Linked DNA regions of Sus scrofa: regions 1 and 2 are each linked to region 3. The links are chromatin contacts, called in public HiChIP or PLAC-seq maps. All regions are on one chromosome and are shown on one strand. The core of a region is the stretch at or near the end of the contact, and the rest is flanking DNA. Distances in the headings are between cores, read along the strand shown. Region 1 overlaps ARNT2 (aryl hydrocarbon receptor nuclear translocator 2). Region 2 has its middle 87 kb from the start of ABHD17C. Region 3 has its middle 3.9 kb from the start of CEMIP.

Evidence for each region. HiChIP or PLAC-seq counts read pairs in DNA pulled down with a chosen protein or histone mark.
Region 1: a contact with region 3 is called in an H3K27ac HiChIP or PLAC-seq map of alveolar macrophages. The contact joins two enhancer-like sites. A contact is called at or near these places in 1 of 5 promoter capture datasets (liver), 13 of 47 Hi-C or Micro-C datasets (adipose tissue, alveolar macrophages, embryonic fibroblasts and 8 more) and 2 of 2 datasets of contacts at active chromatin or transcription factors (alveolar macrophages and skeletal muscle).
Region 2: a contact with region 3 is called in an H3K27ac HiChIP or PLAC-seq map of alveolar macrophages. The contact joins two enhancer-like sites. A contact is called at or near these places in 2 of 47 Hi-C or Micro-C datasets (embryonic fibroblasts and skeletal muscle) and 1 of 2 datasets of contacts at active chromatin or transcription factors (alveolar macrophages).

Annotation. Positions count from the first base shown.
Region 1 is chr7:49,433,271-49,437,689 of Sscrofa11.1, reverse strand. The region is part of intron 17 of ARNT2 (aryl hydrocarbon receptor nuclear translocator 2); the gene reads right to left. Among named protein-coding and RNA genes, the nearest start is that of ABHD17C, 110 kb to the left of the region's middle. Within about 2 kb of position 2,544, at least 7 of the 83 cell types and tissues checked have an H3K27ac peak or open chromatin away from gene starts, as enhancers often do. A contact at or near this core is called in alveolar macrophages, where this site is marked.
Region 2 is chr7:49,451,175-49,455,427 of Sscrofa11.1, reverse strand. No RefSeq gene overlaps it. Among named protein-coding and RNA genes, the nearest start is that of ABHD17C, 87 kb to the left of the region's middle. Within about 2 kb of position 1,602, at least 3 of the 83 cell types and tissues checked have an H3K27ac peak or open chromatin away from gene starts, as enhancers often do. A contact at or near this core is called in alveolar macrophages, where this site is marked.
Region 3 is chr7:49,616,666-49,620,691 of Sscrofa11.1, reverse strand. No RefSeq gene overlaps it. Among named protein-coding and RNA genes, the nearest start is that of CEMIP, 3.9 kb to the left of the region's middle. Within about 2 kb of position 2,066, at least 7 of the 83 cell types and tissues checked have an H3K27ac peak or open chromatin away from gene starts, as enhancers often do. A contact at or near this core is called in alveolar macrophages, where this site is marked.

The sequences.
Region 1 (4,419 bases), core at 1,295-3,794, 180 kb after region 3:
AGGGCTATACCTGTGGCATATGGAAGTTCCCAGGCTAGGGGTCGAACTGGAGCTGTAGCTGCTGACCTACACTACAACCATAGCCATGCTAGATCTGAGCCACATCTGCCACCTACACCACAGCTCATGGCAACACCGAATCCTTAACCCACTGAGCAAGACCAGGGATGGAACCTGTGTCCTCATGGATACTAGTTGGGTTTGTTACTGCCGAGCCACGTTGGGAACTCCCAACTGGAATTGTTGAGTGCATAGAAGGACAAGGAAGTGAGATGTAATCAACTTGTATCTCCCGGGAGGAAGTTACATACAAAGATTATCTGTTGGATGAGTTCACCAGCCACGTGGTGGGAGAGTTATAGGGGAAAGCCCTCCGTTTAGCCTCGGAACTGCATAAGTGACCTCTCTGATTAAAGAATGAGTAATAACTACAACATAACCTCTTCAGGATGACAAAGCCATGTTGGGTCTTAGCATAAACCCTGGCCCTGGCTGACCTACACTACACACAGATGGTGAAGAGGAAATGTCCACAGCCTGCACCTCCGATGTACCCAAAAACCTCTTTCTGGAAAAAGCCCCAGTGGTCACCAACATCCTGTGTGGCTTTATTGTTCCCAAAGCCATGGTTACAGCTGCAAATTGTGAGCTGGGTTCTAGTCATGCTGTGTTCCTTTTGTTCTATGGGCTTCCGGAGCAAAGCCTAGGCTGCTACAAGTCCTGGCCGGATACAGGGGCCATGTGCCAGTCCAGGGGTCCAAAGAGAAGGCATTATTGAGCTGCCACCATATGGGCCACCTGGGTGGGCTTGAGGACCAAAGGTCAAATCTTGAGTCTATAGATTCCCAGGTTGTAGAGGAAAGGGGATGCCATTTTCCTTAAAAAAAAAAAAAAATTATTGGCTTCAATGGTATAATTTCAGTCTCGCTAACATTTTTCTGTGAGATTCATCTGATTCAGAAATTGCCCTAAGGAGTTCCCGTCATGGCGCAGCGGAAACGAATCTGACTAGCATCTATGAGGATGCAGGTTTGATTCCTGGCCTCACTCAGTGGGTTAAGGATCTGACATTGCCGTAAGCTGTGGTGTAGGCTGCAGACTCAGCTCGGATCCTGTGTTGCTGTGGCTGCAGTGTAGGCCAGCAGCTAGAGCTCTGATTCGACCCCTAGCCTGGGAACCTCTGCATGCCTAAAAAGACAAAAAAAAAAAAAAAAAAAAAAAAAAGAAATTGCCCTAAGAGTCAAGGTTCACTTGAAGTCCTGCTCGGGGGTCCTATGTGATTGGATTTCACTCAATAGTTCTCAAGTGGGGTGATCTGGCCTTCCACCCCACCCCCACCCCGAGGGACACTGGGCAAAGTCTAGAGACATTTGTCATTGTCACAGATGGAGGAGCACTGGTAAGTAGAGGCCAGAGATGCTGCTAAACACCCTACATGAACAGACAAAGAATCACCTGGTGCCAAGCATCCACAGGGCGGCAGCCGAGAGGCCCTGCTGAACAAAGCCAGCAAAGAGCAAAGGGGAAACTTCTCTTATAAATGCCTTCCAGGCAGAGGGCTCCTGGTGGTTCTCAGCCAAGAACTGCAGCTCACAGCAAGGATCACACATTTTGCAAGATTTCCAGTTAAGATCGTGTCTTTTCAATCACTAATGTGTGGGGGTGAAAAGGTCTAAAAGTCCCTAAAATTTACCTGTAACAATTCCCAGGACTGAGTTTTGGGGGCAGGAGTTGGGGTGTAAGAGGGCCAGGGTGTCTGCCAAGATTTCAAGTTATTTATTACACAAACCTTCCCTCACAGTGCTTATCCTCCCCTGCTCCTCTATCTCTAATTATCTGTCCTATTTTTCACGGAAAGAATCTTCAGACATTTCTGGAATGATATAGTCTTTCAATCTTCCTCTCCAAAGTAAGGCTGCAGGGCCAGCTGGGGCAGCCTGAGATGGACATGGTTCTTTCAAGGGTGATTATGCTACAGGCGTGTTTCTTGAGCTTATTGAGAGAACGCTCACCTTCAGTGGGCGGTGTTTCCTGTTGTGACCCCACTTGATCTGCATTGACCTGCTGTGACTTGTGTTACATGTGAAGTGAATGAGATGCTTCAGCTGCCTCTGCCTAAACGGAAAAGCATATGGGGAGCAATGGACACGCTTGTGCCCGCCACGTCATCACATACGGAAGCAGAGTGATAAGACAAGAAGGTCATTCAGCCCCGGCATTGAAAGGGCATATATGCAGCCCTCAGAGCCAGTCAGGGAATGAAAGCCTGGCCTGCCACCGCACCTTTGAGCCACTTTCATGGAGCAACTTGTCTGCCTGGCGCCCTGCATTTCTCCAAGAAACATGGTAATATCAATGAGCAGACACCTGGAGACAGTTGAAACAGAGAACTAATCAGTTCAGGGGTTTGCATCACACACATCTTCCTGAATGCCACCTACATCAAAATCCCCCTTCTTCGCCCCACCTTGCCTGCAGGGACCTGGACCCTGTATAACCATTTCTCCTTTGTCAGCTGGTGCAGTGTTAGGCTCTGTCCATAGAGGGCGTTAAAGAGAGGCCAGGCATTGCACAGGAAGCTGCATCTCTGCCTAGCTGTGTCTGCCAGCGGTGCGCAGGAGGTCCACTGGCATTCACTCTTCAGCAAGTGCCTCTTTTACCCAGAGGGCTGTGAACCAGCTCCAGCTGCCAGAACTCTTCAGGGAAACCTCAGCCAGTCACCTCGCGGGGGGTCCAGCAGTTCTGGTTCACCTGCACCGTCTAGAGAGTTTCTCCGCCAGCTGGCAGGTTGCTTCTGCAGCCCAGCTGCAGCCCACAGCCTCTGGCAAGTCTGCTTATCCCCAGTAGGTTGTGTGTCCAGTGGTGGACACACCTTCAACGAGGTTGACTGTCAGGCTTGGCGGGGTGGGGTCTCCTTCAAATTCTCAGTTCCTTCCTCTTTTCCTTTGCCTCAGCCTTCGAGGCAGAAGCTGCCGCCCACATTCGCTATTCCTGTCTTCCTCGGGGTCCTCCTTTATCACCTTTTATTAGTGAAAAATCAGACCTTCTCCATTCCAGTCACTGGGATGGCTCCTGTGTCTTTCTGGGGCCCTGACTGACACGGCATCTTTCCCGCCTGGCTAGTTAAGGACATGAGTGCTTGGAGTGGTCAGTGATGCAACCCCTGGGTTGTGTGGCTTCCCAGTTCTGCTTCTGGATGCTGCATTTCAAACGAGACCAGAGACTAAACCTGAGCCAGACAGCAACGGAAACGAAGTCTGGAAACGCGAACGCAATAGTAGCTCAAGATAACTCAATAGACCTGACATGGAAGGAACACTCTGGGTTGACTCCTGAAAACTCCTGGAGCCAAACCAGCACGGGGTTCACAGAAGGGGCCGGAACTCAGCGCTCAGTGTATAAACTCAATCCACAAAGCGAACCCCGAGATGTACAGCTGAAGGGGAAGCGTTGTTCAAGAGCTGTTGCCCCCTGATGTCACCTCCTCGGCCATCAGTGGGTGAGGTCCAGCCAGTCTGCTCAGCAGGCACGCCCAAGCCTCTGCCTGCTGCAGCCGGTGAGAAGGGGGAGGTCAAGATTGACCTGGCTACCTTCTGGGCCTCAGGTATCTGGCTAAGGATAACTAGTTGAGGTGGCCGTGCTTGGGACCTTCAGGACCCAGGACCCAGGGGCACAGCTGTCTCAGCCATGCCCTCAGGGAGGCCTTGGAAAGCCACTCAGATCTGCCCCCACTGGGCCAGGGCGTGTCCGCTGCAAATACAAACACTGCCGGTTGTGCTAATGGTTTCATATCTATGTAATAATTAATGAGACTGACCTTTAACAGAGACTACGCCTGTTCCCTCTCTGCTCACCCGCTCACCCATCCCCGTCGGCTCTCCTCCCTGTATCCCACCCCTCCCTGCTCTGACCACACCTGAGCTTGCCCCCTCCCCGCCCTTGAAGGCTTCCGGGGTGGGGGGTGCTGCTTGTTTTACCCACACTCCCCAGATCCCAAGGGGGCCGCCCGCTCTCCAGGCCATGTGCACACCGTGGTTCTCCATTCTGATGGGGACTGAGCATCCCCTGCCTGCACTGGGAGCCTTTGCATCACAGAAGATCCTGCCCGGCCCCTGCACCTCCTCCTCATCCCCAGCCAAGCCTCCCTTCACTCTCTCCTCGTCTGCACCGGGTCACCTGCCCATCCCACCACCATCTGGCTTCCGAACACATACCAGCGGCATCCTCGTCCACCACCAACTGCTTGGGTAATGTTAACAAATGAATGTAAGTCCCCATGACACCTCTCAATCCTTAATTTCTCCATTTTAGAGTCTTTTCCATGCACTCAATGAACGGGTGCCAGCCCCTTTCTCATGAATATAAACCAGGACACAGCCAATTCCCGCTTAATTCTGAGACGCTCTGAAGGATGGATCA
Region 2 (4,253 bases), core at 353-2,852, 160 kb after region 3:
GTATATTCGTTGCAGAACAAATAATAGTACAAATTACAAGGATAAAGGGTAAATTCACCTTAGATTCTGTCATGTTGAGCTAGGTTACTGCCTTTTCATAATCTCTCCTGCATAAAAATGCACACAGAATTTTATATAAATGGAGAGGGATTAGAACAATGTCCCAGCTATACATAATGTATTTATTTTCATTTTTGCTAAGTCTCTTCACTTCTACAAGTCCTGTGACCATCCTTTCCCCTCCACATACAGCCTAATGGGACTATTTTTACATGTTCTACCTGTAAATGTACACACACACACACACACACACAATCATGTACTCGCAAGCAAACCTACACAATGAGCTATTGCTAGTGATTTTTTTATCAGAATGGATTAAAATTATTTATGTTTTTCTGATGATTGCTTTTTTTTAAAAAATTAATGAAATAGAAAAAGATTTACTTATTTATTTATTTATTTTGCTTTTTAGGGCACACCCGCAGCATATGGAGGTTCCCAGGCTAGGGGTCAAATCGGAGCTGTAGCCTCCGGCCTACTCGACAGCCACAGGAACATCAGATTGAGCCGAGTCTTCAACCTACACCACAGCTCATGACAACACTGGATCCTTACCCACTGAACAAAGCCAGGGATTGAACTTGCGTCTTCATGGATCCTAGTTGGGTTCATTAACCGTTGAGCCATGACGGGAGGACTCCCATTATTACTTTAATTTGCATTTCCCTGACTTTAGTAGTGAGGTTAAGTAGCTGTATTTTCATTTAGTGATTTCTGTTTCATTATTAAATATTCACTATATAGCAAATTTGAGTAAAGAATAACATATTCTTATATGCTCATCACCAAGATGAAACAGCTGTTTAACATTTTGCCATAAATGCTTCAGACACTTTTCTTCTTCTTCTTCTTCTTTTTTTTTTAATCAAGTTTATTTATTTATTTATTTTTTGTCTTTTTGCTATTTCTTGGGCCGCTCCTGCGGCATATGGAGGTTCCCAGGCTAGGGGTCCAATCGGAGCCGCAGCCACCGGCCTACACCAGAGCCACAGCAATGTGGGATCCGAGCCGTGTCTGCAACCTACACCACAGCTCCCAGCAACGCTGGATCCTTAACCCACTGAGCGAGGCCAGGGATCAAACCTGCAACCTCATGGTTCCCAGTCGGATTTGTTTCCCCTGCGCCATGAACAGGAACTCCAGATACTTTTCTTCCCTTTATTTTCAATCACCATCGCTCTCTCTTTTTCTTCCTTAATCTGTTTTAAGGCATGAAACTATACAAACCACTCCTATACCTCCCCCCTTCTCTAACCACAGCTCTACCCATCAGCCTGTGAGATGCCCTTTTTAACACTTTTGCTACATATCTGCCTATACACAAACAGAATATGTCATTGCCTTGAGTCATAGAAATATGCACAGTCTTTCAAATTCAATAGTATGGTGTCAGAATTTGGACATGCTGCAACAAGATCATTGCAAAGGGTGCAAAATGTTTTTGCGTGTGACTAAATCAGTTTATTCACTTCTCTACTGAAGAATGGTTAGACCAGTTCCCACTTTTTCACTGCAACAAGCAGTGCAGAGACTGCCCTTTCACCTGCCCCTTGGTACACATGGGGGAGGTTTTCTAGAGCAGACAGAGCTGGGTTCACTGAGTCACGGGCTTCGTACATCTTTGACGTGATGGGTTATTGCCTAACACTCTCCAGAGCAGATGTCCTGGTTCCCACCAGCAAGAGCTACTGTTTCCCCATATGCTCATAACAATTGCGTTATCAGACCCAGAAAAATCAGAGTGACCGACGTAATCTTGCTTTATTTCCCTTAATTACCAGTGAGGTTCAAGCTTCTCTTATATACCTAATGCCATTTGAGTTTCTATGAATTGGCAGTTCAAACTCTTTGGACTTTTTATCTCCTGAGTTGTATTTTTCTTATTGATTTTTATGAGCCTTTCTTACAATCTGAATATTCGCTCTGAATATTCGTTTGGTATATAAGTTGCAAATATTTCTACCAGTTTATTGGTTATATTTTCCATTGTTTTTTTCCTTCACCCACGGCATGCAAAAACTCTGAGGCCAGGGATCAACCCTGAGCCGGAGGTTTGGGACAATGCCGATTCCTTAACCTCTAGGCCACCAGGGAACTCCTCCATTTGTTTAAGGTGATGATTTTTTGGTCAATTCAAACCTAACAATCTTTTCCTCTGGTTTGTGGTCTTTGTATCTGGTTTCAAAAACTCCTTCCCTGATTTGATCTCATAAATATATTTTCCTAGATTTTTTCTGAATATTTTACATATATTCGTTTTAACACTCAGATGCTTTCATCTGTGCGGAATGTATCTTTTTGCACATTGTGTAAGATAAGGGTACAATTACCTCTTTTCCTTGTGCTTTCCCTAGCATCATTTATCGGAAGTGTGTCTGGTCCCATGATCTGTAATGCTGACTCTTGTAAATAACAGTCTCTGGCTCATTTTGGCGGCACATGGACCAAATATTCTTTTTTCTGAACCTGTGTGTATTTCTAGGTTCTCTCGGATGTTCTATCGATCTAGGTTTCTATCTCTATGCCAATCCCACACTTTTAATTACAGTGTTTCCAGATGCTCTGATGGGTTGAAGGGTCCATCTTTCTCCTTCTCTTCTTCTTCCTCCTTCTTTCTCTTCTTTTTTAAAAAACATCACATTAAACAAAATGTAGGTGTTCCCTCTGAGGCACAACAGGATCGGGGTCATCTCTGCAGTGCCAGGACACAGGTTTGAAACCTGGCGACTGCAGCTTGGATCTGCCCGGGAATTACATACTCCGAGGGGCAGCCAAAAAAGAAAACCAAAGAAAGAAACAAACAAAAGAAAAAAAAATTTTTTTTCTTCCATAGGAAAGGGGTTCACCTTGTCAAATTATGCAAAAAAAAAAAAAAACCAAAACTCTCTTGTAATTACTTTTACATCAAATTAATTTAAAGATAATTTATGCAAAACATAATTTACAGAAGCCGTCTTGGATTTCCCTTGCGGAGCAGCGGGTTAAGGATCTGTCATTGTCACTACAGGGGCCTGGGTCCCTGCTGTGGGGTGGGTTTAATCCCTGGCCTGGGAACTGCCATATACCATGGGTGGGGCTGAAAAACCACATTTTTTTTTTTTGGTCTTTTTGCCTTTTCTAGGGCCGCTCCTGTGTCATATGGAGGTTCCCAGGCTAGGAGTCAAATCGGAGTTGTAGCCACCGGCCTACACCAGAGACACAGCAACGTGGGATTGGAGCCATGTCTGTGACCTACACCACAGCTCACGGCAACACCAGATCCTTAACCCACTGAGCAAGGCCAGGGATCGAACCCGCAACCTCATGGTTCCCAGTTGGATTCGTTAACCACTGCACCACGACGGGAACTCCTGAAAAATCACATCTTAACTGAACAGTTTTCATGAGTTTTGTCATTTGAATACACCTTTGTGACCTTTGAATTTTTCAAGTCCAATTTGTCATTTGATTATTTTTATAGTCCTGCATTTGGATTAGTAGTCAAGAAATCTATGCCTAACTCAAGGACGTAACACTTTCTCCCATGTACACTTTAAATACGTATAGTTTTTTTAGGGGAAGGGATAGATTAGAAGGATGAGAGTAATATATATACAGTATCTATTCAATATTCTGTAATAACCTATATGGGAAAAAAAATGGATATATGGATAAGTGTGACTGGCTTACTTTGCTGTACACCTGAAACGAATACAACATTGTAAGTCAACTGTACTCCAATAAAATTTTTAAAAAACATGTAGTTCATTTTACTTAAGTAATAAATAAAAAGTAAAGCTGTTAAAAAAAAAAAAGCAATGCTGAATGTTTGATGGAAAAGAATTTCCAAGTGATTTTGGTCTGCCATTTTGCTAGAATCTAAATGGTCTTCTTTTAACAGAGAAGGTTAGAATAAGCATTTATTAGAGGTTTGAGCATATTAAAATGCTAATTTCTTGTCTTTTTAGGGCCGTACCCGCAGCATATGGAATTTTCCAGCCTAGGGGTCTAATTGGAGCTGCAGCTCCCAGCCTACACCACAGCCACAGCAACACGGGATCTGAGAAGTGTCTGCAACCTATATACCACAGCTCACGGCAATGCCAGATCCTTAACCCACTGAGCAGGGCCAGGGATTGAACCCATGTTCTTGTGGATACTAGCCAAATTTATTACTGTTGAGCCACAGCGGGACCTCCTTAAAATAGTAA
Region 3 (4,026 bases), core at 817-3,316:
GCATGAGAAAACAGTACTAGAGGAAAGAGCCCATATCACGTCCCTAGGGCCCGTGGAGTCTCCTTTCAACTCAGCCACCAACGTGCCATCTACTCTTCCTCTCTGTCTATTGTACTCCCTTCCACTTTTTTTTTTTTTTTTTTTTTTTTTTGAGCTTACAATGCAGCCCCTCACCTGGTTAACTGGAGTCCTCCTAGACTATATATTCCTTTGTCCCTTCCAGCTAATGCCATGTGAGAACCACCTTTGTGGGGGGCCATCTTCATTCTAGGTAGGATATGCCACTTCATATATCTACGTCTGGGCTTTGGGGCTATAGTCAGACAGAAGCTGCTGGAGTCTGTGTGCATGTTTTCTGCATTGGGATAGAAGCCTTAATCTCCTGGCTAAACTAGGGAAACCACGCCGGCTCTCTTCAGGCCTTTCCCAGAAAGCTGATCTTGACCATGACAAGGTCCGTTATCAGATTCTCAGCCTTCCTTGACGTCTAGGGAGGTGACAAACCTATGGCAGGTTTCCCTCCCCAGCCCTTCCTTTCCAGCAAATTTGGATGGAACTCACCCAAGGGCCTCCAAGCCCTACCCTAATTCCTGGTTTCTTTTCTTTCTTCATAGGACCCCCCCCAGATACCAGGACCCGTAAACATTTGGAGGATGCTGAGCATTTGGCCCAAATGGAGGAAGGTTAGCCTGAATCGGCGTTGCTTAGAGCTGTGCAGAGCGATGAGAGCCACGAGCAAGATTTTCCCCTCTTCCCTCAGGAGAGAGTAGATCTGGGCTCTGCGTGGCATAAAGTCTCTGGTGAGACGCCTGTGCCACAGGCATCTGCGAGGCGAAACAGGGAAGGAGGACTCTTGTCTGGTGATGGGTTCTGAGAAGTGCTTAGTCATGTTTTCTCAAAGCACAGAAATGTCCAGCACATTCCTTGGGGTCCAGTTTTCTCCATCACAGACCAGTGCCCCAGGGAGGATGGAGCAATGCTGATGAATTACAAACGCGCTCCGCGTGTCTAAAAGCAGATTCTTCAGCCAGAGCTCCGTTCAGCACTTCCACTCAGCACTCAGTAACGGACGGGGTCTGCAGGCAGTTCTTTTTTTAGATGAATGTTGGAAGCACGCCTCTGGCATAATTACTACCTGCACTCCCCTCAATTCAAGGTCTTGCTCTTATACATGCAGAGACAGGCTCTGGTCAAGAAAGGCTGTGTTGGTTTCCTGGTTTTTGTCTGAATTCCCTAGCAGACAGACTCCAGAGAGAGGAGAATTTTTTTTTTTTTTTTTGCTGCACCCAAGGCATATGGAAGTTCCCAGGCTAGGGGTCAACTTGGAGCTACAGCTGCCAGCCTACGCCACAGCCACAACAATGCAGGATCCAAGCCACATCTGTGACCTACACCACAGCTCATGGCAATGCCAGATCACCGACCCACTGAGCAAGGCCAGGGATCAAACCCGCATCCTCCTGGATACAAGTGGAGTTTGTTTCTGCTGTGCCACAACGGGAATTCCAAAAGAAATGTTCTGAAATGCTGTGATCCCACCCAGAAAGCCTGCCCTTCCTCCAGGTGCATTTGCCTCCAGGTGAGGTGCAGCCTCCTCAGTCACATCAGTGCCATCGAATGGCCTGCCCACTCACTGGTCCCACAAGCTCCCCAAGTCTGGCATTTTCAGTCTGCTGGCAGGACCCAAATCCACCGCTTGGAGGGAGAGTCACCACGTTCTACCCTCTGGCCAACAAAGCCAGCCCTCTGCCCCCATGGCAGCCTGCCTGCCTGCGAGACGTTTAAATGCTGTCTACACCTGTGACTTCATCCTCCAAGCCCCAGACCTGGTTTTTCCAGGCAAACCTGAGCCGAGGGGGACATGGAGAGTTGGGAAGCAGCTGGGGTAAGGAGAGTAGCTGTTGGCTTCCAGGCTTCCCGTCTCCCCCTCCTCCAAAAAAAATATGAAATCTCAGGCATCCCAATTCTAATATTTAAATTCCACCAACAGGGGTCGCCCTTGGACACAGAGCCTGAAGCTGGCATCTAAAAAGGGAAATTCCCAGCCTCCTGCCCTTGAGCCAAATTTCCAGGACTCATAACTGCTCAGTTCCTGTTTTGCTGGTTGCAGATGAGGTTGCCCAGCTGAGAAGAGACAAGTCCTCACTTTTCTGGTGAGTGGAGGTATGCATTGGAATTTGGGCTGGGAAATCAAGGAACACTGGCCAAGCCGTCAGGAGCTCTGAAAATGGATTTCTACATCTCCTCCTGCAATGTCATCACCATACAGAAAGAACATTCTTTCCTGTGTTTTTTCCTCTCTCAAATACTTGTAAACTTGTCTGTGTGCACATGGTATTTCCATAGCACATGGTTCTTTTTTGCAAATGCAAAAATTGTTTGTGTTCTTTGCAAAAGAACCCATACTTGGAAATTTCGGAAAGTGAGCAAAGGCGAAATCACCTAATTGCAAACATAATGTATTACATTACAAAAAGCTCAGTAAAACATAGAAAAGCACAAAGGAAAAATATCACTTCTACTCACAGATCATCTCTAGGAACTCATCATATATGATCAAGTGTTTTTCCATGTATAAGTTACATATACAGCTGTACAAATTCATACAGGTATGTATGTATTCCACAAGTAGTTCAATGTTTAGCTCAAAATCCTTCTCCTCCACCAGCGTGCACCTTCTAGGAGAATGGGGTCAGTCTCCAAAGTTCACCTACAGTGGCTCCTACAGTATCCAGCATAGAGTTGACATGTAGGAGGTGTTTACATTATAAGGCTGCACCTGCAGCACATGGAAGTTCCGGGGCTAGGGGTCAAATCAGAGTCGAAGCAACACTAGATCCAAGCTGCGTCTATGACCTACACCACAGCTCACAGCAACACCAGATCCTTAACCCACTGAGCAAAGCCAGGGATTCAGCCCGAATCCTCATGGACACTATGTCAGGTTCTTAACCTGCTGAGCCACCACAGGAACCCCAGATGAACATTTTTAATTAAAATAACATATTCATACATGAGTTCATGGAATAATAAACCCAGATGATTCATACACATTTGAAAAGAGGCTCAACTTTGCCCATAGACAAAGAAATGAAAACGAATGCTATGTTGAAATCCCTATCAGACTGGAAAAACCCAAACATTTGCTGATACCACTTTTTTGGGGTTGGGGTGAGGATGGAGAACAGAGGTTGCCTCATACCTTGCTGATGAAAACTCAACTTGGTACAACCTCTGAGCGCAGTTTGCCAAGATTTTTGAAAATGTGTATAATGTTGGACTCAGCAATTCCACTTACAGGAATTTATCCTATAGACAGAATTGCACAATGTGTGAAATGACATGTGCAGTGTTATACATCGAAGCCCTATTTGTCATCACAAAAAAACTGAAAACATCCTATGTGCCTAGTAGTAGGGCTACCTAACTTTTGCTACATTTATATGGTTGCGTACTGTGCACCTATTTTTTTTAAAGAATAAGGATCAGGGAGTTCCCATCATGGCTCAGTGGTTAACGAACCTGACTACTAGCATCCATGAGGATGCGGGTTTGATCCCTGGCCTCGCTCAGTGGGTTAAGCATCCAGCCTTGTCGTGAGCTGTGGTGTAGGTCGCAGACTCGGCTCAGATCCTGTGTTACTGTGGCTGTGGTGTAGGCTGGTGGCTACAACTCTGATTTGACCCCTAGCCTGGGAACCTCCATATGCCGAGGGTGTAGCCCTAAAAAAAAAAGGCCAAAAAAAAAAAAAAAAAAGAATAATATAATGATCAGTTTTAGTTTTACGTATTAAAATGGAAAGTCAAAGTGTAAATCAGTATATATAGCAAACCATCATTTGTCCAAAAGGGGAAAGTAAAAGGAGTATATATTTGCATTTACTTACAGATATAAGAAATCACCTTGGGAGTTCCCGTCGTGGCGCAGTGGTTAACGAATCCGACTAGGAACCATGAGGTTGCGGGTTCGGTCCCTGCCCTTGCTCAGTGGGTTAACGATCCAGCGTTGCCATGAGCTGTGGTGTAG